7 separate regions of the Mus musculus genome follow, and regions 2, 3, 4, 5, 6 and 7 are each linked to region 1. The links are chromatin contacts, called in public Hi-C, Micro-C and promoter capture Hi-C maps. All regions are on one chromosome and are shown on one strand. The core of a region is the stretch at or near the end of the contact, and the rest is flanking DNA. Distances in the headings are between cores, read along the strand shown.

The links. Promoter capture Hi-C pulls out the DNA fragments that hold promoters and counts their contacts. A called contact is a pair of places that touch in the nucleus more often than the background predicts.
Region 2: a promoter capture Hi-C map of erythroid cells shows a contact between it and region 1, with 17 times the contacts expected there. The contact joins the promoter of Pik3cb here to the promoter of Msl2 in region 1. A contact is called at or near these places in 2 of 39 promoter capture datasets (erythroid cells and pre-B cells), 1 of 484 Hi-C or Micro-C datasets (embryonic stem cells) and 1 of 9 other capture datasets (liver).
Region 3: a promoter capture Hi-C map of erythroid cells shows a contact between it and region 1, with 14 times the contacts expected there. The contact joins the promoter of Cep70 here to the promoter of Msl2 in region 1. A contact is called at or near these places in 3 of 39 promoter capture datasets (the C10 cell line, erythroid cells and pre-B cells).
Region 4: a promoter capture Hi-C map of liver shows a contact between it and region 1, with 4 times the contacts expected there. The contact joins the promoter of Ryk here to the promoter of Msl2 in region 1. A contact is called at or near these places in 3 of 39 promoter capture datasets (the 3T3-L1 cell line, hippocampal neurons and liver) and 2 of 115 datasets of contacts at active chromatin or transcription factors (astrocytes and extraembryonic endoderm stem cells).
Region 5: a contact with region 1 is called in a promoter capture Hi-C map of hippocampal neurons, with 3 times the contacts expected there. The contact joins the promoter of Dzip1l here to the promoter of Msl2 in region 1. A contact is called at or near these places in 4 of 39 promoter capture datasets (the 3T3-L1 cell line, 3T3-L1-derived adipocytes, hippocampal neurons and 1 more) and 1 of 115 datasets of contacts at active chromatin or transcription factors (astrocytes).
Region 6: a Hi-C map of cortical neurons shows a contact between it and region 1. The contact joins the promoter of Cldn18 here to the promoter of Msl2 in region 1. A contact is called at or near these places in 1 of 39 promoter capture datasets (hippocampal neurons), 1 of 484 Hi-C or Micro-C datasets (cortical neurons) and 3 of 115 datasets of contacts at active chromatin or transcription factors (embryonic forebrain, pancreatic cancer cells and stem cell-derived neural progenitor cells).
Region 7: a Micro-C map of embryonic stem cells shows a contact between it and region 1, with 4 times the contacts expected there. The contact joins the promoter of Sox14 here to the promoter of Msl2 in region 1. A contact is called at or near these places in 3 of 39 promoter capture datasets (embryonic stem cells, hippocampal neurons and second pharyngeal arch cranial neural crest), 3 of 484 Hi-C or Micro-C datasets (all in embryonic stem cells) and 1 of 115 datasets of contacts at active chromatin or transcription factors (astrocytes).

Annotation. Positions count from the first base shown.
Region 1 is chr9:101,073,125-101,076,447 of GRCm38.p6, forward strand. Msl2 (MSL complex subunit 2) reads left to right here and starts at 1,638. Exons shown (of 2, transcript NM_001100451.2): 1 at 1,638-2,296. The coding sequence starts at 2,155. It also overlaps the pseudogene Gm46140.
Region 2 is chr9:99,138,473-99,141,795 of GRCm38.p6, forward strand. Pik3cb (phosphatidylinositol-4,5-bisphosphate 3-kinase catalytic subunit beta) reads right to left here and starts at 1,739. Exons shown (of 24, transcript NM_029094.3): 1 at 1,519-1,739. It also overlaps the pseudogene Gm2773.
Region 3 is chr9:99,241,756-99,245,078 of GRCm38.p6, forward strand. Cep70 (centrosomal protein 70) reads left to right here and starts at 1,586. Exons shown (of 18, transcript NM_023873.4): 1 at 1,586-1,735.
Region 4 is chr9:102,833,314-102,836,636 of GRCm38.p6, forward strand. Ryk (receptor-like tyrosine kinase) reads left to right here and starts at 1,607. Exons shown (of 15, transcript NM_013649.3): 1 at 1,607-1,926. The coding sequence starts at 1,743.
Region 5 is chr9:99,628,014-99,631,336 of GRCm38.p6, forward strand. Dzip1l (DAZ interacting protein 1-like) reads left to right here and starts at 1,518. Exons shown (of 16, transcript NM_028258.4): 1 at 1,518-1,656.
Region 6 is chr9:99,708,448-99,711,770 of GRCm38.p6, forward strand. It overlaps Cldn18 (claudin 18), which reads right to left and starts at 1,616. Exons shown (of 5, transcript NM_019815.3): 1 at 1,282-1,616. The coding sequence starts at 1,501.
Region 7 is chr9:99,874,632-99,877,954 of GRCm38.p6, forward strand. It overlaps Sox14 (SRY (sex determining region Y)-box 14), which reads right to left and starts at 1,539. Exons shown (of 1, transcript NM_011440.1): 1 at 1-1,539. The coding sequence starts at 1,053. The coding sequence ends at 331.

The DNA.
Region 1 (3,323 bases), core at 388-2,887:
GCACACCTCATAAGCTTCACTTTGTGAACGTGTACAGCGTTAGTATGTGCAAAAAATATCATGTCGGAAGAGCAGTTTCTATTTGTGCTACCCAAAAACGGGTTTGTATTTTGAGAGGGGAGAATCACGCTGTTAGGCTTTATTTATATCCAAGTGTCCTCAGCCTTCTGCAAAAAAGGCAAAAGCTTTGTGTGTGCGTGTGTGTGTTTTAATGCAGAACAACGAAGGACTCAGACACTTTCGGACTCTACAGAACCAGAGCATACATCGCGGGCTGTGTCCACGCACAAGGGCAGGCTCGCTGGGGACCTAGAGGAGTGGCTTTCAAACTTGTGGGCCAGCGCCTAGTCCACGGCCCGCCACGCGCTAGGTTCCGGGAGGAGGCCGGCGAGGCCGGGGCTGGGCTGCCATCCTCCCACTGGGGTCAACTCCGGTCCCCGAACACCCTCCCCCCACCTCCGCCCCACGGCGCGACGCGGGCAGCCCACGCGAGGGGAGACCGTGCCCGCTACCCCAATTCACCACAACCCACACGCCTGGGAGACCGGATTGGAGAGCACGTGGGGGAGGGGCGGAGAGCGCGTCCGGCTCGAAACCGAGCATGCTCCGTGCACGGAACCGTAAGTGGCGAGCCAGACATGCGCAGTGAGCTCGGGGTGTGCTGGCGGCGGGGCAGGGCGGGGCTGGCGTGAGCGGGCTAATGTGTTTATCCGGTTTTCTGGGTGGGCGGTCAAAGCGCACGCGTAAGGGCGAAAGGCGGTAGGGTCGGGGTGGGTGTGTTGGGGGGGTTTGTGCATGCGCAGTGAAGCCGGCAGCGCGGGGAGGGTGTGGAGGGGGCTTTTAGAGGAGAAGCAGGGGAAAAGGGAAGCGGAGGGAGAGGAAGGGCGGGGGGTGGGGGTGGGGAGGGGGGGTGAGAGCGCGCTGTGCGCATGCGTACAAGGGCTAGCGACGACGGCGGCGGGGGAGGCTCGGGGATGACAGTGTCTTTGCCCGTTGGGGTAACGGTCGTCGTTACCGGCCGGGCCTGAGGCGCCGCACCATCTACTGCGGCCGGAGTAGCCCCGGCCCAACGGAGCTAGAGCGGCGCGAGAAGAAGCGTGAGGGCGGCCAGGCGCGAGGGAGGGGCCTGCAGCGGGCCTGGTCGTGCGCGCTGGGTGGCGGCGGCGGCGGCCTGGCGGGGTGAGCTCGCTTAAACCGCGGCTGGGCAGGCAGGCGGCGGCGGCGGCGGCGGCGGCGGCGGCGCAGCACCGTGGCAGTCGCGCTTGGAGGAGTCGTCCGTGCCGTGCCGAAAAGATGGCCGGGCTGTGAGGGGGCGGCGCTTGCGCTGGTGACCCCAAGTGTGCGGCTGAGAAGCGGAGGGGCGCCGCCGTCGCCGCCTGCCTGCCTGCCTGCCTGCCTGCCTGCCGGGCCTGCTCCCCGCCCCCTCCCGCCGCCGGGCCCCGCGCGCACTTCCTCCCGGGCCTCCCTTTCGGGCGGGGGCCTCCCTCCCGCCCGCCTGCCGCGCCAGGCGCAGCGTGGGCCCCGCGTCCGGCATGGCGAGAACGGCAGCGGCGCGCTCCCGCCGCAGTAGCAGCAGCAGCAGTAGCAGCCACAGCAGCAACAGCAACCTCCGCCGCCGCGGCTGCTGGCACTAGACCCGGGAATCCGACGCCTGCGCCGTAGTCCCCACCGTCCCGCTGCCTCCGCGACGTCGCTGCGATGGAGTAAGGGCCCCGCCGTCGGAAGAGAAACGTGTGGACCGCTTGGACCCCACCGGGCCCGCTCCCGTGCGCGCCAGCTCCACCCGGAGGTGCCTCCGCGGCCGGACATGCTGCTCGAGCGCAGGCCGCCCGCCGAGCCGCGGGGCTAGAGCGAACCCGGAGCCCGTCCGGAGCACCCAGCCGCGGCCGTGTCGGACGAACTCGATCGCTGATTTCGCTTGTCTCTCTTTGGTCTGCAAGTCTCAGGGACAGAGGAGGGGCGCCGAGGCCCCCATGTGTGGGAGGATTGCTTCAGCTTCACAAACTTGCACGGATTTTGGTTGCTGCTTTGGCCAGGGGTTCTGCTCAGATTTCTTCCGAATTGTTTTAAATTCGCCATTGTTCCCTGGCTGCTTACAAACTTGGATCCGGAATTTCTTTTCAACCGGGAGCCATTGGTGTCGAAGTGTCTGCAATGAACCCGGTGAATGCTACTGCTCTCTACATTTCCGCGAGCCGCCTAGTGCTCAACTACGACCCCGGAGACCCCAAGGCGTTTACAGAGATTAACAGGCTCTTGCCTTACTTCCGACAGTCCCTCTCGTGCTGTGTTTGCGGTGAGACGCTTCTTTATTGTTCCCCTTTCCCTGCTTGTTTTCTAAAGTTCCTTTGGCAGTAGTAACGTGAACGGTTGGCCGGCCGGTAGTTCGTCTTAAGGGGTGGTACTGTGCAGTAGTACACGGTCGTTAGTTTTGAAAGTCGCCCAGGGACTTTTGCCCGGCGTTTCAGAAAGGCCGAGAGCCTTTTTCAGCCACCTTTGTACGGAGGCTTTAACGTTCAAAATGGTTTTATTTCGCTTTGACACATCTTTCTGGTGTTTTATTTTTTTAAAATACATTTTAAAAAATTCTTCGACGGCTTCACACGTATAGCGGTGATGTCTTAAATGGGGTTGAAATGCCAGCGGCATGCTGCCTTCTTTTTAAAACCTCTGCTGCGGGAACTGATTGAATACCATTGTCATTAAATGTGGTCAAACATTGTTAAGAAATATGCACTGCACTCGTGTTTTGCAGAGGGTGGATGGTATAATCTTGATGCACCTCCAGCCAGAGACCTCAGTGCCCCAGGTTCTACAACAGATGGTTTGAAGGTTAGCACTGACCTAATGAAGCTGATGGTACTTTTTAGTTGGTGAGATCTTTTTACAGACTAGATTTTCTGTAGTTTTAATGTCAGGTGGCCTGGCAGAGTCGCATTGTTTATTTACTTGCTTATTTAAGACAGGTTCCTACTATGTAGCTTAGGCGGACTTCGAACTAGTGGTCTTAGTGTCTCAGTCTCTTGAATGCCGGTATTTCAGGCATGCACAGCCATGTCCCGTTTCAGAGGATTATTTTAAGATTTTTTTCAAAGGGTATTAGCCCCTGTCGGTTACAATACTTAATCAATCGTAAGAGATGAGTGAAAATATTGTCTAACTGGAAAGTGTTTAAAGGGTGATGACTCGTGTTAACTGGGCACAAATAGTATTTGACACTCAGAAAACCAGAACGATTATCCTCTGTCCCTCTTGAGATGGTATAAGTCCTCCGCCTATTAGAAAACGAGACGTTTAATAGAAATGAGAGCAACAAGGAAGTA
Region 2 (3,323 bases), core at 489-2,988, 1.9 Mb before region 1:
AATCCAAGCCACCCTGATCTTTCACACATTATATAGTCTTTCTACACAGTTCTGTCTTCTGCTTTCTTTTTTAAAAATCTGTGTGTGTGTGTGTTGTGTGTTCCTCAGATGCCACACATCTTATTTTTTTAGGTAGAGTCTCTCATTGGCCTAGGGTGCCATGATTCTGCTAAGCTAGCAGGTCTACCAGCAAACTCCTGGAATCTACTTGTGTGCCCCTCCCCAGCAATGGGACTACAAGTGGATGCCACCCTAACTTTTAACATCTATTCTGGATATGCCGAGTTCTGTAATCCAAAGACAAGGGAGAAAGAGGCATGAATCAAAGCCAGCCTAGTCTATAGAGTGAGTTCCAGACCACTGAGGACTAACACCGCAAAGTTCTGTCTCAAAAGATCCATAACACCGCAAGGTTCTGTCTCAAAAGATCCAAAACAAAATAAAACAAAACAAAACAAAAAAACTTACAAAGCAGTACCAAGACCCGCAAGTGATAATGAACTCCTGGAAACTCAGACTCCTTGGAGATTTCATTACGACTGGTATTCCCAAACATCCATTCAGCACTTCAGAATAAATACTCATCTAATTTAATTATGATGACTTCACCAGACAGTAAGTAACACTGCCCACAACGATGTTTACAAAAGCACTTGTCACTCCCTTCGGATGTAGCAATGCAGGAAAAAAGGAGTATGTTTCCATACTCTTCCTGTGTTTATACTCTGTAACAAGTGACAATTTAAGTGTCACTTCAGATGGGTTAAATACCAAAGTAAGTCAGGTAACATGTCCCACCACCATCTTCCACGTTGTGTAAACTCTGATTCTGATAGGATTCTTAGCACTAATTCACTCCGTACCCAAGACAGGTTTCCAAGTCAGCCTTTCCAAGAGAGAAACTACAGAATTCTAGGAAGAGACTACAGAATCCTACTCTGGCCGCTGTAAGATAACAGGCTCCTTCGTTAAGCAACTCGAGTTGAGCTTATTGCAACACTAGAGCGGTTCGGAAATAAATTTGCCCCCAATACCAACCTCTAGGAAGGAACAAGCCAGAGCCAGCAAGGATGCTGCAGTGAGCGACTCCCAAAAGCTCCCGTCCACCGAGCACTTACAGCGAGGTTAGCACGGCCTCCCGCAATCCCGGGAGGTGAGTATTCACAGTTCCCGCTTCACGTCTCCTCGGGGTATTTCAGCCAAGGCCGCGCGGGACGGGTTAGCCGCAGCACCGGGACTCTGACCGGTCTGAAACCGGAGAGCCCGGAATCGTGCGGTGAACGCTGCGCCGAAACACCTGAGGGTCCGCAGCCGCCGGGCGTCCGCACCGACACCGGCTGGGCCGTGCCGCGCCCGCTCTCTCTGTGGTCGCCCACCGGGCGCCCTCCGCTGCTCGGTGTCCGCCGCCCGAGGCCTGGGCGCCGCGTACCTCGGAGCCCGCGCTCCCGCGGCCGAGCCCGGCAGGAAGCGCCCGCCCGAGCCGCCAGCGCCGCAGCCCGCGCCGCCTCCCGCGCTCACCTGCCCCGCGCGCCGCCACCGGCTCCCGATCCCGCAGCGCCGTCAGCAGCTCCCGCAGCCGTGCCCGCCTGGCTCCGACACCCGCATGCCCCGCTCCCAGTCTCTTGCTGCCTTCGGGGCTCAGCGCGACACCCGCCCACCGCCCACGACCATGGCCGGCTCCGTCGCAGCCGCTGCACCGCCCGACGGAGCACGCGCGCGCCACCGCCGTGCCCGCGCCTGCGCGAGCGCGCGCGCGAGCCTCCCGGGCTCTCCTCCCCGCTGCCCGGCCCCGCCCACCCTCTAGGGCCAATCCCCCGACGCCCGCCTCCAGGCAGCCCCGCCCACTCACCGCGCAAGCCCCGCCCCTCGAGGGGAGGCAGCACCAGCCTCGCCCTGTGCGGCTGTCGGTGCCGCGTTCCTACTGCGCTGCCGGCGCGCTGGGGTTGGCTCGCAGAGCACTGCGGTGTCTGCAGCCCCCAGCTCGCCGCCTTCGGGAAAACCTGCACCTCCCGGTTCCGCTTCTCCGCAGACTCCCCTTTGTTCCCACGGCCCAGCTGGCCTTCCATTCCCTGCGATGTGAACGATCATTTAGATGTAAAGAGTCCAGCCTTTGAAACACTTCTGTGTTCGTCTCTGCACCACCGCAGCTGACGTTTGGCTGCCAAACCTTACACTTCGCCCAGCGCTTTTTTTTTTTTTTCTCGCCTCTGTCTCCCTGCTGTCGGGAAATTTCATGGCTCTTTAGTGAGACGCTTGAATTTCACTTACTGTCAGCCAAACCTTGGGCGCGGCGGATAGAGCTCAGCGGTAGGGCACTCACATAGCCTAAGAGGTCCTGCGTGGGATACTTGTAGTCTTTTTGTTTACATATAGTAAACCTACTGTAACCTAACGCCACTCTAACAATTCAAGCAAATACTTAAGTAGTCTAGGATAGAATCTACAAGTAGAAGGAAAATGAGACAAGGTGTCAAAACAATAGTTTGATTCTGCGGATGTAACTAAGTGATTTAAAAAAAAAAAAAAATCAAGCGTGGTGGCTAATGCCTATAAAGCTCTGCATTCAGGACCAGAAGGCAGGTGCATTGCCAGGCCAGCTAGGTTACTTCCTGAGTTGCAGACTAGGCAAAGCTGCATAGCAGGGACCCTGTCTCAAAAAAAAAACAAAAACAAAAACAAAAAACAGAGGTTAACCTATTTCACCATGCTTGTACAAGTTTGGGGTTTCTACAAGTAATTTTATGTGGAGCTTTTGAGGCTTCAGCCCATTGCCAGTGGGACATTAAATGCTTAACCCAACTGTGAAGCCCAGGTCTTTTCAGATGTCTAATGAATAGAATTCCCCTTAATATTTAGCGAGCTCACAGCCAGAAATGTCAGTAAAGGACCTTCACACGTTGATCCTCGACCCTTGTACCAAGCTTCTTCCTTCCCCTCCACCACAAGGTCAGTCTCATGTCCACCACAGAAGCAAAAGTATCTTGCACTAGACTAGCAATGGCTTTCTGACCAAGCAGAAAGGGTTGGTGACACAAGCCAGGCTGGCAGATCTGTGAGTTGAGGCCAGCTTGGTCTACAGAGCAAGTTCCAGGAAAGCTAGGAGTACACAGAGAAACCTGGAGAGAGAGAGAGAGACAGAGACAGAGAGAGAGAGAGAGAGAGAGAGAGAGGCAGACACAGAGACAGACAGAGACACAGAGACAGAGAGTAAAACAAGAAGCTTGCCAAATACCTGTGAAGTTTCTGTGAATATCGGGGATGGAAATGCTAGAATAGGAATGTACTATGACAAAGAGTGGATCGAGGCCTAATCTTTACACTGT
Region 3 (3,323 bases), core at 336-2,835, 1.8 Mb before region 1:
CTCTAGGGTTTGTGTTGTGTGACCTAATCAATTGCTTTATTGTTTAAGGCAGTTTGAATTAGTTGAGTTTTTTGTTTGTTTGTTTGATTTTTATTACTCACATCAAAAGTAATTCTAACCCACGGATGTTTGGCCTATGGGTTGGCTCAGAAGATTGGGAAAGTCACCCTATTGTTCTGGAAAAGGTAAGCAGTTAGATTGTCTTAGGAAGCTGAAAATGAAAATCTGTCAGCTCCGTAGTGTGAATATCCAGATATAGAAAGGGAAGGAAGGGGCCATGAGGGGGAATAGAGGGATTGGGATGTGTTTGCAGAGAACACACACAGTTTAGACTCACTGTGTGCCTAAACGTGGGCTTGAGAGCAGTACTCTCTTAAGAGATGTGCCCTTGGACCACCCAGAGAGAGTCACTTTAGTTGATGTATTAGGGTCACTAAGACCCTGATGGGACTTGCATTTCCCAAGTCCTTCTGGAAATGCCTGTTGTCAATACCGCCACCGTGTGGCTGTAAGTTGCAAGGACAACGATGGTAGATTCCTGAAAACTCGAGGTCATCCTTTAGACTGCGAACATGATTTTTTTTCCCTTACATATTTTGGATTTCTTAACCCACTTTTGGTTTTTGAAAAGAGTGGAGAAGGACCTTCGTTTTATTTTTTTCCTTGAGCCAAGGCCTCCTGTAGCTTCCGGTGGTCTTGACTTTTGCTATAAAGCCAGGGATGACCTTGAACTCCTGATCTGCCTGTACCTCCTAAATTCTGGAATTACAGGCACGTGTCAGCTCGCCTGTCTTAGGCCGTGTTGAAGAATCAAACCCAAGGGCTTCCCGGACGCTGAATTCTACCAACTGATCTACATCTCCAGTCCCTCTTCCCCACCAGGTTTAGAATCAGTCTTAATTATTTCTCAGCGGACAGTTGGTTCTCCCTCCTGGCTATACATTAGAATCACTTCGGGGAACCATATAAACTCTGGACGTGTGGGCCCCACTTTAGAGATCTTGACTTAATTAACCTGGAGGCCCATAGATCGTTTTCAAGGCTTTTCAGCTTATCTAAAGTTGAAGCAAGAGTTGTGCCTCATGTCCTTATGTAATCTTTTATCTCTGTAGCCACAAACCCTTTATTAACCAGTCTTATCAGTGTCTAACAGGAGCCCAAACTGCCTATCTAGACTGAGCTTCGTCAGGCAGGCATCTCAGTTCTTCGTAGACCTTTGAAAATATTCAAGGAGAAGGTGAAATGTTATCAAGAAATGCTTATTGGGGTTGCCCCGTGCAGACAGTTCCTGAAAAAGGCTCGCAGTCAGGGCGTGAGGGGGAGCTGTAGGGAGCGCAGGCATCCAGTGATAATAAGGCAGCCCCGGCCTCACTTTCACTTGCAACCGCAAATGTGTGTATTTCTAGCTTCTCGGGGATCAAAGAAACACCATGGTGACTGAGCGACTATCAGGCGGAGCGTCCAGGAAGTGTCAAAGCGCCTGCTACAAAGTAGCCGCAGCAAGTCCGGGTCCGGTGGGAGTGGAGGCGGGAAGAAGCCCCGCCCCGTGGGCGGAGCTAACGATAGAGCGCGGCGTGGACCCGCCTTCCCGGCGCGCCAGGTGGTGTTGTCCCGCCCCGCTGGGAGGCCATCGACTGCGTCAGTTCGATTGGTCAGCCTGGCTGCGCTAACGGTCGCGTAGGCGGGGCTTAGGCCGCGGGGGCGAGCGCGGTGGAAGCCACGGGCTGTGACCGAGGTGAGTGGCGCTTGGGGTCGCCGAGGACTTTACGTGGGCCCCCTTCAGGTGCACGCCCAAAGGTGGCTTCTCCGGAATCCGGAGCGTCCCACTCACCAGCCAGGGCCCTCAGAATGGAGTCGCCCCGGCTCCTACGCGCTAGCTAGGAAATGCGCGTGCAGGTGTGGGCGTGGACCTCCCTGCGGGGAGCCCGCCCGTCGCTTTGTGTCCCTCGCTCCTCACTCAACCTCTTCTCCCAGCCGAGTGTTGAAGGTGTGCGACCTGGTAGAGGAAGCAGGAACTGAGCTTAGACTCCTACATGGAATCGGCTGGGTTCCGGGCTAGCTCCAGTTCTCTTTGCGGCGCTGTCAGGTGATAGCGATTTGGAGCCAAGTGGGAGATCGCGGAGTAAAGGGTAGGCGAGTACCCCTCCTGTCAGACTCATTACAAATTTAAGGACTCCGCCTTTATGTGGGTCCACGTTGATTAATGTGAAAAACACAGCAAAGCCTAATCAAGGTTCCCACTATTATCAACTAATCAATAATTGTTCACGCCACGGTGCAGACGTAGAGAAAGAGGACAACCTTGGGCGTCGGTCATTGCCTCTACCTTGTTTGAGACAAGGTCTTTTGTTTTTCTGCATACTGTAGGGGATGGAGGGGAGAGCTGCAGAGTCCGATCTCCCTACAGGAGGCCCGGGGTTACAGAATTCTCGCCTCCTGTGGATTCTGAGGATTGCTTCTCAAGCTTTCTTGGGACAAGTGCCTTTACCCACTGAGCTGTCTCTCTAGCCTGCCACTTTATTTTGTAATCATATCAGCGCTGCAGGCATTGGTTTCAATCTTGTGCATTGCATGGATTTTTGTAAATAGTAAATAGCTAGTAAATGGTAAACCGTGAAGAGCAAGTTGCAATGTTGTTGGAATTGAATTGTTGATTCACGTTAAGGCAAGGTTTCATGCAGGCCGTCTGAGGACGACATTGAATTCCTGATCCTCCAACCTCTGAAATGCTGGGGTTACAGCTAAACACCACCACACCCAGCTATTATATTTATGGGGGTTTTGTTTTTTTTTTTTTTTTGTTTTTGTTTTTTGTTTTTTGAGGCAAGATTTCTTTATGTAGCCTTGGCTGTCCTGGAACTAGCTCTCTAGACCCAGCTCACCTAGAACTCACAGAGATCCTCCTGCCTCTGCCTCCTGAGTGCACACCACCATTGCCTGGCTATAAAATTTTAGTATGTGTTGTATTTTAACAGATCCTCAGATACCTACAGGGCAATTAATGAACTGTTGTGAAACATGGATGGACTGTGTCAAAATATACACTTTTCCCCCCATGATGGCTGTCACTTGTACTCACACTCCCAGGGCTGAGAGGGATGGGTTGCCTAGGCTAGTTCTAGGTCAGCCAAGGTTCTGTTTCAAACATCTCCAGTTTCATCTTTTTCTCATTTTGTTTTTCTCTTATCTTCTTTTTCTCTTATTTTCCTTTTCTCTCTTTTCTTTTTCCCCACCCTCCTTTTCTTGAGACAAGATCTTGCCATGTTGTCCAGGTTGTCTTGGAAGTCACTATGTAGACCAGTTTGGCTTTGAACTTACAGGAG
Region 4 (3,323 bases), core at 357-2,856, 1.8 Mb after region 1:
CGGCTCCGCCCCCACCCCCTTTGTTTTCTTGAGTAGAGAGCCCTGTTCACAGCATAGGTTCCTAGAGTCCTTCCTGGCAGGGCCCTGGTTCCCTACGAGGTAGCTGTGGCCACAGGTGACTTGTGTTTTTCATCATTCACTGATGGCATGCTTTTGTTCAGTTCATGCCCACTTCCTGGTCTCTTCCTGCAGGGCACTGTATTCTGTGCTGGGGAACTGAAGCTTGACAAATTGAGGCCAGCTTGTCTCCAAATGGAATCCATCCCTCTCACTACAGGAGAGAGGGGGGAAAAATATCAAGATCCAACTATCCTCCTCTTCGGTCTCTCTCCCTGCCCTGGCAGGGGATACAGGTAATATCTCTCAGGGCCTGCGTGTGGATGGGCAACTGGGAGCTTGAAGCTAGGCCGGGCAGAAAGCAGCTGCTCTCCACAGGCAAGGAGGGAGGCATAAGGTCAGTGAACGGGTCACAGGGATGGGATGACCCTGTTCTGGAGGAAGTGAGAAGGGATGCTTGGGAGCCAGCCTGAGTGATGGCTTGTGGAGTAAGCTTGACTGGGGCTTCCCCAAATTCTTCATCAGAGTCTCTGGGATGTATCAGAGATCCTTAACCGGTTTAGGGAGACAAGGGCTTCCTAGAGCAAGGGATGAAATGTAAAAACCACTCTCCAGTATGTGAAAGCACCCATGCACACAGACAGCCATGTACAGCCATAAGCACACACTCACATACATTCCATGTTTTGGAGGGGGGGGCTGGCATGGACCACAGGTTAAAAGCCCAGATACAGGTTGATTTACAGTAAAGGAGAACTAGGATAATAAAAGTTCGTCACATGTAAAAATAAGCTTGCTGGGCATGGGTGGCACAGGCCTTTAATCCTGGCACTTGGGAAGCAGAGGCAGGCAGATCTCTGTGAGTTCAAGGCCAGCTTGGTCTACATAGCAAGTTCCATGCGGGCCAGGGCTACATAGTGAGACCCTGTCTCAAAACAAACAAACAAACAAACAAACTGTAAACCAAAATACAAAATAAAAAGTTTACTAAGGTTTTATGAGTTTTTTTTGTTTTTGTTTTTGCTTTCTGGAAAGTGTGTGGCATGTGAATTTTAGGGAACAGACATGCTAACTAGAGGCTGACCTCTGATGGTGGGATAAGGGAAGATTTCTACGTACCCGTCCCTTCTCACTAAATAAAACAGCATTCTTTTCTTTTGAGACAGCATCCAAGACTCAGGGCGCACCTGGGGAAGAATAAAGAGACCAACCGACTCTAGGCCTCAACGACTTGGGCTGGGGACTGGCTATATTAGCCTAGAGCCCTTCGCCTGGCCAGGGCACTTCATTATTGTTTTTGATTAGTTTGTGTCTCTTTAACTCATTTCCTTTATTCCTCGCGCGTTTCAGCCTGGCAAACAACGTAATGTTATTTATACCAACCCCTACGCGCGGCCCCCACCCCGACCTCAGGTCTGAGACGCTCTCCCGTGCACGCGCGCCCCAGAACCAGGCGCTCTCGGTCGGGCGGCACATGCGTGCGCGCCCTCGCGCACGGCGGGCACGCGCACGCGCGCGTCTCCGCCCGCAGCTCGCCCCCCCACCCCCTCCCGTTCCCGGGCGGCGGGTCTGAAGCGGCGGCGCGATGAGCTGGCCGGCCGCCCCCGGCTCGGGGCTGTGAGGCGCTCGGGGCCGGGGTGCGCGGCGGCGCGGCGGGCGGCGGACGCTCCTGCTCGGCGGCGGCCATGCGCGCGGGCCGGGGCGGCGTCCCGGGGAGCGGCGGCCTGAGGGCCCCGCCGCCGCCGCTGCTGCTGCTGCTGCTGGCGATGCTGCCCGCCGCCGCCCCGCGGTCCCCGGCCCTGGCCGCCGCTCCTGCGGGACCCAGCGTGAGCCTCTACCTGAGCGAGGACGAGGTGCGCCGGCTGCTTGGTGAGTGGCGCGGCTCCCGGGGCCTCGTGAGCCCGCGGTGCTGCCGCTGCGCCGCCCGCGCTCTCTCTCTCTCTCTCCCTCTCTGCAGCCTCCCTGCGCGTGTCACTCTAGGCCGCGGAGCTCCGGAGCCTCGGAGTCGGCGCTCGGGACACGGGTGGCCGCTCCTTAGCCTGCTGTGGGTGGCCCACAGGCCACGCCGCCGCCGTGCGCTTGCTTTCTGGTTAGCGAGTGGGGGGCAAGGTGAGCCGGGCGCCCTGAGTTGTGTGGCATCCTGCACACCTTCGGGCCGACCGGATCCCAAGCATCGGGGTTTGCCTTGGGTTCCTTGAGTGTGACCTGATGCTGCCGTTCCAGGCCACTTGCCTACTCTGCAGACCCTGAAGCGAGAGGAGAACTTGGCTTTGGGGTCCGTCGGCGGTGGTTCCGTTTACCTGTTTAGCCCGTTGTTTGGGGAGTCCGACTCTGCCCTCCGCTTGGAACTCTGTGCATTCTGAAAATCAGCCCTTGAAGGAAGGCCTGGCCAGCCATCAAAAGGAAGTCTCTGATAGTTAGGGATACCCAGCTTTTGCCGTCTTTTGTGCATTAAGGCAGTCCCTTCACTTTTTATCGGGGTGTTTTAGAGTGAAGTGTTGGAACTGGAAAGGTCTCCCCCTAAATATCCATTAAGTGTCACTTTTTTAGTGAGCGAGTATGCCTCCCCCAAGTGTGTGTGTGTGTGTGTGTGGTGTGCGCGCGCGTGTGTATGCGTATGTGTGTATTAGAGGAGGTTTTTTTGTTTGTTTGTTTGTTTGTTTGTTTTGTTTTGTTTTTCCTTTCCAGACAGGGACTTTATGTAGCCTGGGCTGTTTTGGAATCCACTATGTAGACCAGGTTGGCCTCAAGCTCACAGAGAGCCTTCTGCCTGTTAGAAGAGTTTCTTAGGGTCTGTTGAGAGAGTTTAGCCTCGGAATGAAAACTGCTTTTAGCAGACTGTTTAGACATAGTTGTATGTGTAGGTTTATCGGCTTTAACTAAAGAACTGTGTTTTCCTAACATCCTAATTTAACCTTCCTTATAGTCTAGTTGAATTAGCTGAATTTAGTCTAGCAGAATTGAAATGGCATCTGAGTTACGCCTGGAGCATGGGAGAAAGGCTTGGGAAAAAATAACGATTTGTAGTGCGGCTCCTAGGCGTGCTTTTGTAAGGGTTGTTTTTGTTGTTGTTAAAAGAACTTACGTAATTGTGACTTTATTGACATGTATTTCCTCTCCTGCCTTAGCCAGGATGGAAGTAGGGAGACAGAGATATCTGGCAGCAGACAGAGACGAGTACATGTGCCTACCGTTGCGTGTTAGAGTTTTGCTGTTACTTTTATTTATTTTGGTGTGTGTGTACCACGATGTGTTCTGTGGAGGTC
Region 5 (3,323 bases), core at 268-2,767, 1.4 Mb before region 1:
TCTTTTGAGAGCTACTAGATCCTTCTACAATGTTGATCAGGAAATAGGTGCTCAGCAGATGGGATCTGCTGATGCCTTGATCTTAGACTTCCTAGCTTCCAAGAGCAGAGCGAAGGGGTTTCTGTTTAGTCTGTAGTATTGTATCACAGTAGTCTAAATGGACTAAGACAAATCTGGTCCATGTAATAACACATGCCAGTATTTCCTTCCTCATTAAGGGTGAATGATATTCCATTGTATGTGTAAGCCACGTGTTCTTAGCCAATCAGCTGCCCATGGGCGCTTGGATTACTTCCACATTTTGGCTGTTGTAAATAATGTTATTATTTTATTGTACATTGTGTGTGTGTGCGCGCACGCACATATCTGTATATACAGATGTCAGAGGACAAGTTTCAGGAGTTGTTTCCTTCCACGGTGTGGGTTACAGGAATCCAATCCAGGATATCCGACTTGATGACAAAGCCCTTTACCTGCTGAGCCATTTTGACAGCTCATTAAATACAAGTGTCCAAGAGTTTGTTTGGGGTCTTGCTTTAAGCTTCTTTGGATATAGATCTAGACATGTGCCTTATTTATTATTCTGTTGCTGAGAAGAGACCCCATGACCAAGGTAACTCTTATGAAAAAGAAAAGTACTTAACTGGAGGCTTGCTTACAGTATCAGAGGCTTAGTCCATTTATCATAATTGCAGGGAGTATGGTAGCAGGCAGGCCTGGTGTTGGAGAAATAGTTAAGAGTTACATCCTGACCCACCTGACCCGTAAGGGTGGGCGAAGACTGGGTCTGACATGGGCGTTTTGAAACCTCAAAGCCCACCTCCAGTGTCACACTTTCTCCAACAAGGCTATACCTCCTAATCCTTGTAATATTTTCAAATAGTGCTGAATCATGGCAAACCATTTTGTTTCCCACAGTGGCAGTACCATTTTGAATTCCCATCAATAACGCACAGAAATTTGAGTTTCTCCCCACCCTTGGCAACGTTTATTCCTAGGGCTTTTGTCCTTGCTGTCCCCAAGATGCAGAGCTTGGCATTTTGAAGCTGTGTTGAGAGAAAGGCCCTAAGATACAACAAACCCTCCCAGAACTTAAAGTCACGAGATGAGAGTCCCAACGAGAGGGGGCAGGGATCTATAATCAGGAGAGAAAATATAATACCCCCAACTCCTGCCGGAGCTTTCTGGGCAACGTTAATGGATAAGGGATCTGAAAGGTGATTGCCATCTGATCAAATTGGAGCACACCTATGGGTCTCCTAATGTGGCTCAGGTCAAATTCCTTTAATTTTGCGGGCTTGCCAACAGTCGCTGCATCCTGCCATGTGAAGTGAAGGGATGGTGACAGAGTCTGTCCTGCCGCTCATCAAGGCCTGGGAACTTGGATGCTGGATTTCCTTAACGAATTCAAAGCAGCACTCCCTCCTTCCCCCCAACCCCCCTCCCTTGCAACTCTAAAAATAGCTGTTCCCGGGCTCTGGGGAGAGGCTCCGCCTCTGCTGTGGGTGGATGGGCTGGGGGTAGGGGTTGGGGTGGGAAGCACCGCAGACCCCAGGCCTGAGCTACTGGCGGGGAGAGACGCGTAGGGTCCGCGCGGCTGGCAGCATCCTCGGGCTGCACTGTAGGAGATGGAGTGAGTCTGGACTTGCGGATGGGGTGAGTCGGGACGTGGGAACCTCTAAGACCTCCAGTCGCCGGCCCTTGTTCCGGGTGACCCCCAGACTGCCACAGGCCTCCCAGGAAAACTATGTCTGGAATCCAGCGGGGAGCCGCCGGAGGGAGCGCGGTTCCAGGCGGAGCTACTTGGCCGCTGCGCGCGCAGGTTAAACATTAGTGGCTGCGGTAGCCAAGCGAGGAAAGGAGCTGCGTGGTCGAGGGTGCTTCACGACGTCCCGCTCCCTGTGCCTCCATCCCTTTATCCCAGCGGCTTCGGATTGTGCAGGACTGAGGTACCCTGCGGGGGGGAAGAGCTCGCATGCCAGGAGACACGGAGGCGCGGAATGGGGGATGTCTGACACCCAACCCTCGGCGTTTTCAGGAGTGTGGTCTTGGGAAATGCAGTTTTTGAAAACAGTAAAGCGATCTAAGGGACTGCAGATCCGAGTTCTGTGGGAAGTGGGGTTCGGTTACTAACGAGATGATTTTTAAATAAAGATTGGCGTGTCTAGGTTCCTCCGCTTCCGGTCCCGGGCTGAAGTTTAACGGGAGCACAGACTTAGGGGTGGATGAGAGTAGAAGTCCACAGGGCAAGTGTGTACCAGGCAGGATCAGAGGACAGGGCCTGGTAGAATTGCCTTCACAACGGTCCTGAAGGGCCCAGGGCCGGTGCTGTCCTGGCCATGTCTCCAGGAATTGGTTTCTAACAGGATTAGGCCTAGGGAGTGTGAGATGTTCCAACCCTGCTCTCCCATCTGTCTGTAAGTGTTCAGCAAGATGGTCACTTCCTTCCCCAAGGTGTGGTCTGGCAGGGGAAAACTACCCTGCTCAGAGAAGGTTGTCTGTCTGTCTGCTTGCTCCCTCCTGTGGAAATGGTTTTAGATCATTAAAGTACAGAACCTTCCTAATGCTGCAGGCCTTTAATACAGTTCCTCATGTTATAGTGATTCCCCCAGCCATAAAGTTATTTCATTCTGCTTCATAACTGTAATGTCGTTACGGTTATGAATTGTTAATGTAAATATCGGACATGAAAAATACCTGAGATTCCTCGGGGGTCGCGACCCACAGGTTGAGAACCACTGTTTTAGCTGCATGCCTTAAATTGAGAACAGAAATCTTGTGCATTTGGGAGCTGAACTTCTTTTGTTTGTGCCACTCAGAACACTTCAGAGGAGAAGGGGAGCCCTTGGTAGGCAGTTCTGAATGTCCTGTGCTCACTTTGCAGAAGAGGAAGCTGTGGGCTAGCCAACCACTTGCCCCAACACTGGCCAGTCACTTGCTTGGTGATTGTAGTGACGGGGTCTGGTCCAGAATAAAGATGGAGAGGCTCTGTTAGGAAGCAACAGCGCTTTAATAGACAAGAAACCCCAGGACAGTCTGTTAGTTTTCTTTCCGATGTGGAGCAGGTTTTGTTTGTTTTTGACACTTCTGTGCCTGGGGATAATAGGTCCTGCTAGGCCTTATTCTCTAAGATATTCCCATGAGCCACCAGTCAAAGCCCACCTCCATTTTTGTTTTAAAGGAAAAAAATTTTTGTGACACTAATTCATAGTAAGCTTTTATAATTTTTTAAAAAGAATTCTTTGAGAATTTCTCACATGTATTGTGATTATACCCCAGCCCTCACTCTCCCCCCAACTTTGAGACCTCCTCCCCCTAGTCCA
Region 6 (3,323 bases), core at 366-2,865, 1.4 Mb before region 1:
TGGAAGGTGAGTTTTGTGGAATTATGGGGTGGATAGGAGATTCTCATCATGGGGAGAAAAGATCTCACAGCAGGACAGGATCAAAGATCATGCAATGGGGTTGAACCACGTGGGTGAGTCGGGCTTGGAATGTTCAGAGCAGACATTGCGATAGGAAGCACGCAATCGGCAGTGTTTGGTGGGTGCTAGAAAGAGGGTACTGAGCACAGGACAGACACGGAGGTAACATGTGAATATGATCTCAGTCTATTTTAGTATGGATGTGGCTAGCCATGCAATAATCCAGGTTTTGTATGGTCTCCCCTTGACCTATCCCTTCAACACAGTATAATCTCTCCTGGTAGTCTGTTCCCCATCCCTCGGGCTATTTTCTTTCTCCCCTGCCTCCCTGCTTAGGTTTCTCATCCAGTCTGTGACTGTAACCCTGCATGGAGTGGCTTTCCAAGGCAGAGTCCACCCTGACACTACTCCTCAAAACAAAGATGGACTAATCAAATTGCTTTTCATAATTCCGCTCCAAGAGCCTCACGACCCCTTAGCATCTTGTAGATTTGTTTCATCTTTACAAGGGGTTTGCTTCAGAGAATCAAAGCCACACCTATGCCCTTGTACAAGTTGAGTTTGTGAATTATCGAGAATGCAAAGTGCCTATGATGCATGAAAAAATTATTCATATTAGAAGCAAAATTCAACTTTTATCTTCAAAGGTGAAATGGTGTCATATATTATATCCTACATTGTTATAATATTATAATCTGACAACTCTTGCTTTTAGGGCAAGTATAGCAGATATTTTAATTGCAAATGCAGAAAAAGGAAATCGTAATTTAATGATAATGATCGTTTTTTTACACCTCACAGAGATCCTGCTTTAAAAAAAAAAGTAATCAAATCGAAAGTACAATTGAAATCACTCTCAATAAATTTCTCTGTCTATAACAAAATGCCATCCCCCCCCCCCCCTCTCTACTCTCAAGTCTATTCAGGCAGAAGCAAGTCTCTTGCTAATGGAAAGAAGCCTTTTATGTTCTCCTTAAACAACAAGGTTCAAACTAGCCTTTACCAGCACGTCCTTATATTAGACCCACTCTATTTGGCTGCTGTATGAATTCTCCTATCTCCTACATGGCTACTGTTCCCTTTGATCCAATGCCAAATTCTCTATTCACACCTTTTATTGGGAGCCAAGGCTGCCACAGTCACACCTGAGGCGGATTGCTCAGTCCTGGGAGTTTCTGAGGATGCGCAGCCCCTCAGCCTTGCCTCAATCACCTCGCCTACCTGGAAGGCCCAGGATGGTGAAGTATGGCCGGCACTCGGTGAACCCCGAGCTCTGTTGCACGCAACTCCTCCAGAGCCCTTCATACTGGAACACGGCGGTGACTGGGTTGTCATACAGGTCTTGAGTGCTCCACATGTCCATCCCAGTGGCGGCTATGCAGCCGGCCAGACCCAGGAGGGACAGGAGAAGCCCTACCACCTGGCACGTGGTGGTGGCCATGGCTTCAGCTGCTGGGCGCAGGCTTCCAGGAGCAACCACCACCCTCTTGCTGGGAAGGTTCACGGCCTCGGGCCTCGCTGGGGAGCGCTCTTAATCAGAAGCTCCCCTCAGCTCAGTGTTTGCTCATACTGTTTTCCTTAGATAGTTCAGTTTCGCTCCTGCTTCAAGGGCATGGTTTTCATTTGTTGGGGAAGCAGCCCCAAGAGGCACTTGTCTGGTTGAGCTTTGCAGCCCGGGTGGTTGGAACGTGGAGCAGGCTGAGTGGACGAACCTACTCTCCCCTCCTCCAGGCCCTCCGGGCTCTGCCTCTGCCCAGAACGCACTATCTAGGGGAAATCAAAGTTTGTCCACTACCGTGACAGCATGAGGAGAGACCACCAAGGCTGACCCTATCTATAACAAAACTTGCTGGGATTCACCCATTTGTCCCTATTGTAATTCAGACTGTAATACATTCTCCTCGCACTTCTATGTCACCTTTCTGTTCTGATCCCCAAAGGGCAGGGCACCTGTTATTATTTCATTCGTTAAGAGGTGGAAAAGGAATTTGTCCAGATGTTTTGAACTACAAGTACTGTAAGAGGCAGCAGTAGTGATTTCTACCCTTCACTTTCAGACTAGCGTTCCTTCTCTATCTACAAACTGAGAGGCTAGAACAAGCAAAGTTGAGAACAGGAAACCAGGTTGTAGAGATATACCCTTGATCTGCAGGTATTGATATGGCCCAGGGAGCTGTCCCTCATAAAACGGAACTATACAAATACCAAATACCACACACACACACACACACACACACACACACACACACACACACAACCACACACAACCACACCCTCTCTCCCCCACCACTTTTCTAGACATGGCAAGTTCTCTCTCCAGGAAGCCAGCTCATATTTGAATGTTATCTTGGATGCCCCCAGTCCCAATAAACACACAAAAAAATAGTTAACATGGATGGTCTTCTCGGGCAACCCTCTCCTCGACTGCACACTGCTTCCTGTGGTTGGTATTTGTAGAGAGTGAAGCATGAACCAGAACTGTCCCAAAGAGGGAACAAGCCAGCCATGACAAATGAGAAGCTCCGAGTGCTGCTGAGCCGAGCTACAAGGCCGAGACAATTGTCAATGCTATCGGCTTCTGCTGGGGGACTGAGATTGATCGATTAGGTTAAATAATGTTGGTGGAATGTATTCTAGATTAATTCTCGACATTGCTTCTGGGGGCACTGCCAACCTTGGTGCTACCGGAGGCCATATTTGTCATTCCCACAGAGCTCTGTGTGTGTGGTTCTCAGCTATCTGGTTTATCACTCATTCCTCCTAAAAATGTCGGCTCTAATGCAGCTAAAATAGGTTGAAACAGGTAAAAAAATTGATTTACCTATTTTTATTTGTAGCAGTTTCTCTATGATGTTTTACACTGACTTTTAAAGTTGGGGAGGGGATCTTATTTCAGTAATATGCTTTCTTTCTTGGTTGAAATGTGGCAATGAATTTGTGTGTGTGTGTGTGTTTTCTTTGTTTCTTTCTTTTTTTTAGGAAAAATTAAATTTAAGTGCTAAACTAAAGCTAAATCTACCTACATAGAATCTGAATGAAAAGAGAGAAATTATAAGTCTACACACTTTAGAGGATATATTTAAAACACTTGGAAAATGAAAATTTTACTTTCTGGGTGCGGTTTCTGTGCTCTGATGAGAGACCACTGCTTTAGTTGTCTGTGCCAGAGAGTGACTGACTGGTGGTCCAGGGAGGAGAATCTGAGTTCCTGTTTGTGACAACAGGTGTTGTTAAAACGGACCACATATCCCTGTGTGCGTTCA
Region 7 (3,323 bases), core at 289-2,788, 1.2 Mb before region 1:
GGACAGTGAGGGGGACGTAAATAAAGCAAAACTGCCTACTTTTTTTTTTGTCCAAAGGGGGTACAGTCGAGACTTGCTTTGGGAGAGTCGGGAGAGGGGAAGAAGATGTGTAGCTTTCTAAATGTTTGCAAATTTCTGGCACCAGTCTGTGCCTTGGGTCCAGGATGATGGCCCTTCCCTTCCCCCCTGGAAGAGAGAGGCAGAGTCTGGGGTGGGCAAGGGGCAGCGGCAGGCCTGACCCAGAGGCATCTGCGGGCCAGACTAGGTGCAAAGGAAAGGATTCAGATCTCTGCTTCCACGCTACCCATCAGGTCCGGGCCAAGCTTGGGGTTACATGGCCGTAGCGTGGGCTGACGAATAAGGGTCTATGCCAGTCTTGGTCATGCCTGGGAAGAGGATGTAGGCGACAGGGGGCTGCAGGGTGGAGGCAGACCAGGCGGTACAGTTACAGGGCACCACGTAGCCCGGGTTGGTGGGGGACGGGTGCGTGTGCGTGTGCTGGCTGGGGCAGCTGAGACTGCCGAAGGCGCCGTTCTGATAGCCCAGGGTGGACGCGTAGGGCAGCGCGCTGGTGGCCAACGTGTGGGGCACTTCACCCATCTTCTGGATGGCACTGGAACTAAATTGCGCAGGGTCCAGCAGGGAGTAAGGTGCCGAGGCAGGCGGCAAGAAGGCCCGGGCTTTCTCGGGCGCGCTCAGGAGGCCGTCGGAAGCCCCCACGGGCAGGCCGGCCGCCTTGAGCGGGTCCGTGTCGCCCAGGTAGGGCAGGGGGAAGACATACCTGTCCTTCTTGAGCAGGTTCTTCGGCTTGCGCCGCGGCCGGTACTTGTAGTCAGGGTGCTCCTTCATGTGTTGGGCGCGCAGCCTTTTGGCTTCATCGATGTAAGGCCGCTTCTCTGCCTCGGACAGGAGCTTCCATTCGGCGCCCAGGCGTTTGCTGATCTCCGAGTTGTGCATCTTGGGATTTTCCTGGGCCATCTTGCGCCGCTGGCCCCGGGACCATACCATGAAGGCATTCATGGGCCGCTTGATGTGGTCTGAAGGTTTGGACATGGTCCCGGCGAGGCGGGCGGGGGCGGGGAATGCAGGGGCTCTGCGGGCGAGCCTGGGCGCGGTTGGCCGTCTGTCTTTCTGTCCGTCCTGAGCCCGGGACTCTGAACTCCCCTCGTCTCGGAGCCGCAGAGGGGAAATCAGAGAGAAGAGCTGACCCTGCAAAGTTTTCAACTGATCATGCCAGTCCCAGCCCCCAGGCAGCCCCCAGGGGGCCGAAGGGTAGGAAGGGCAGCGGGGATGAGAGGGCGCTCGGCCTGGAGTCTGTGGGCACCAGAGATTGGGGCCCAAGTACCAGAGTCTTGGGATTAAGTGGCTAGGTAATTTTCTGGCAAGGGCAGGAGATTCCTCCTTCGCTCCCTCTTCACCTTCGCCTTCTCTCCTTCCCGTCTCTCCCCTGGCTTCTCTGGCCGTGGCTCCCCCCCTCCCGTGGTTTCCGGGCGCTGCTTTGCCTAGCACTGCACCTGGCCGAGAATGCGGGGAGGCTGGTGAACTGCAGCCAAAAGCGGCGAAGTTCAAAGGCGAGGTGGGCCGGGACCGCACGCACTCTGACATAAGCGCGGGGCGGCGACTCCCCAACCTGGGCTCCAATCAGCAGCAGGGAAGGCGAGGGGGCGCACCTGCCAACTCGCGAGTAGTGGAAACCCGGAGCGTCCCTGATGGGGGCGGGGAGAGGTATGAGGGACAGAGAGACCGCCACCGCGAACAGAGCGGCTTGATAGCTCAGGATTCGGGGCGGGGGTTCACATTGTCTCTGGCACTGTCAAAAAATTAAAACTCTTCGTGACCCCTGTTTTTCTTCCCCAGTTGTTCAAAGGAGAACCGGTGCTTCTAATAATATAAAGACCCAGGAAGCTGTCAGCCAAGCCAGCAAGCCCAGAGCTCACGTAGATAAATAGGACAGTCCCGTCACCAAATGGGAAGACAGCACCCTCTACCCCCACCCCGCCCCCAACAACACACACTTGTCAAAGATCCTTGGGAGAGGAAAAGAATATATCAAACTCAGGCCAAAACCAAAATAAACTTTTCGCGCCAGAACATCTACGGTGCTTTGGTATCATTCTCCCAGGTTGGCTTTAGGCGGCGCCTCCACCTGTAATCCAGGACGCTCTGCGGAGCAGTTCTGGGTCCCTGGGGGTCGGAGCCAAGAGCTTTGAGCCGAGACCAGGATGCTTCATGCGGGCTTCGCAGAGGTTTAGAGTCCTGATTGGCAAGCCCTTAACACTCTTCACTTTGGGGGCCCTTGCCACTAGGACTCTTCACTTTGAGGGTTGAGTGTGGTAGGCAGAGGTCCATCCTGATTCTTATTCACCTATGTTATTATTATTAGGCGATTTAAAACTCGAAGCTTCCCTCAACGTCCAAACTGCAAGGGCAGAGGGAAGGCGGGGCTTGGGGACCTTCCTGGTCTCTCTTCTGCGCCTGCAGCGTGGAGCCTCAGGCTGTACCCTCTTAGCTAGGGTCAATTTTTCTCAGGGTGCCTTTTCCCACCCAGTGAGGATGGGGGCTCGTTTCTCGAGTCAGATGAGCATTCTTCGGGTAAAGAGGACGAAATAACCCGCCGAGCCAACCTGCGAGCCTGTTTTCTTTGAATAATTGCCTGGCCGATGCGAAATGCCCTTGGGGGAAATATTTATTAAATGGAAACCATTGTCCCGGGTCCTGAAGGACTGGAGTGTGTTCCAGACTTATTGGCTTTTGCGCTAGCCAGTCTCTCCCGGGAGGAGGACAGGCCGAAATGCCCACGGCGCAGTCGGCTACCAGAAGCTGCGAGTGGGGGTAGGTGGGCGGCAAGAAGGGAGGGCCTTTTTTTTTAATGTAGTGTGTTGTGTTTGAAGGAGAGAATTTATTTCCGCTTCCTATGATTGCAAAAACGTGGGGGCGGGGGGGGGGCGGGAAATCGGTCAGCTTTAGGGCTGTTCTTAACAGTGTTGGATGTTATTCCCATTTCACAGATGAGGAATAATTTCCGGGAGAACTGATCTTCATTCTGATTTATTTAGAGGCAGCTGGAGCCCCTACTTTCTGAGAAAACTTTCACCTCTACCTGGGGAGGCTACCTTCCTATTGTAAAGCAGATACACAACATTTGAATTCCTCCAAAGGTGGCCCTTCACTCTCAGCTTCTCTCCTTTCTACCTCTCTCCTTCCCTCCCGTCCCCTTCTCTCTCCTCACCTCTCCCTTCTCTTCTTTCCGCTCCCCCCTGGCCCCCACCTCCCTAGAGATTACTAAAGCAGAAGTACCGTTCTGCGAACTTCCAGGAGAATTT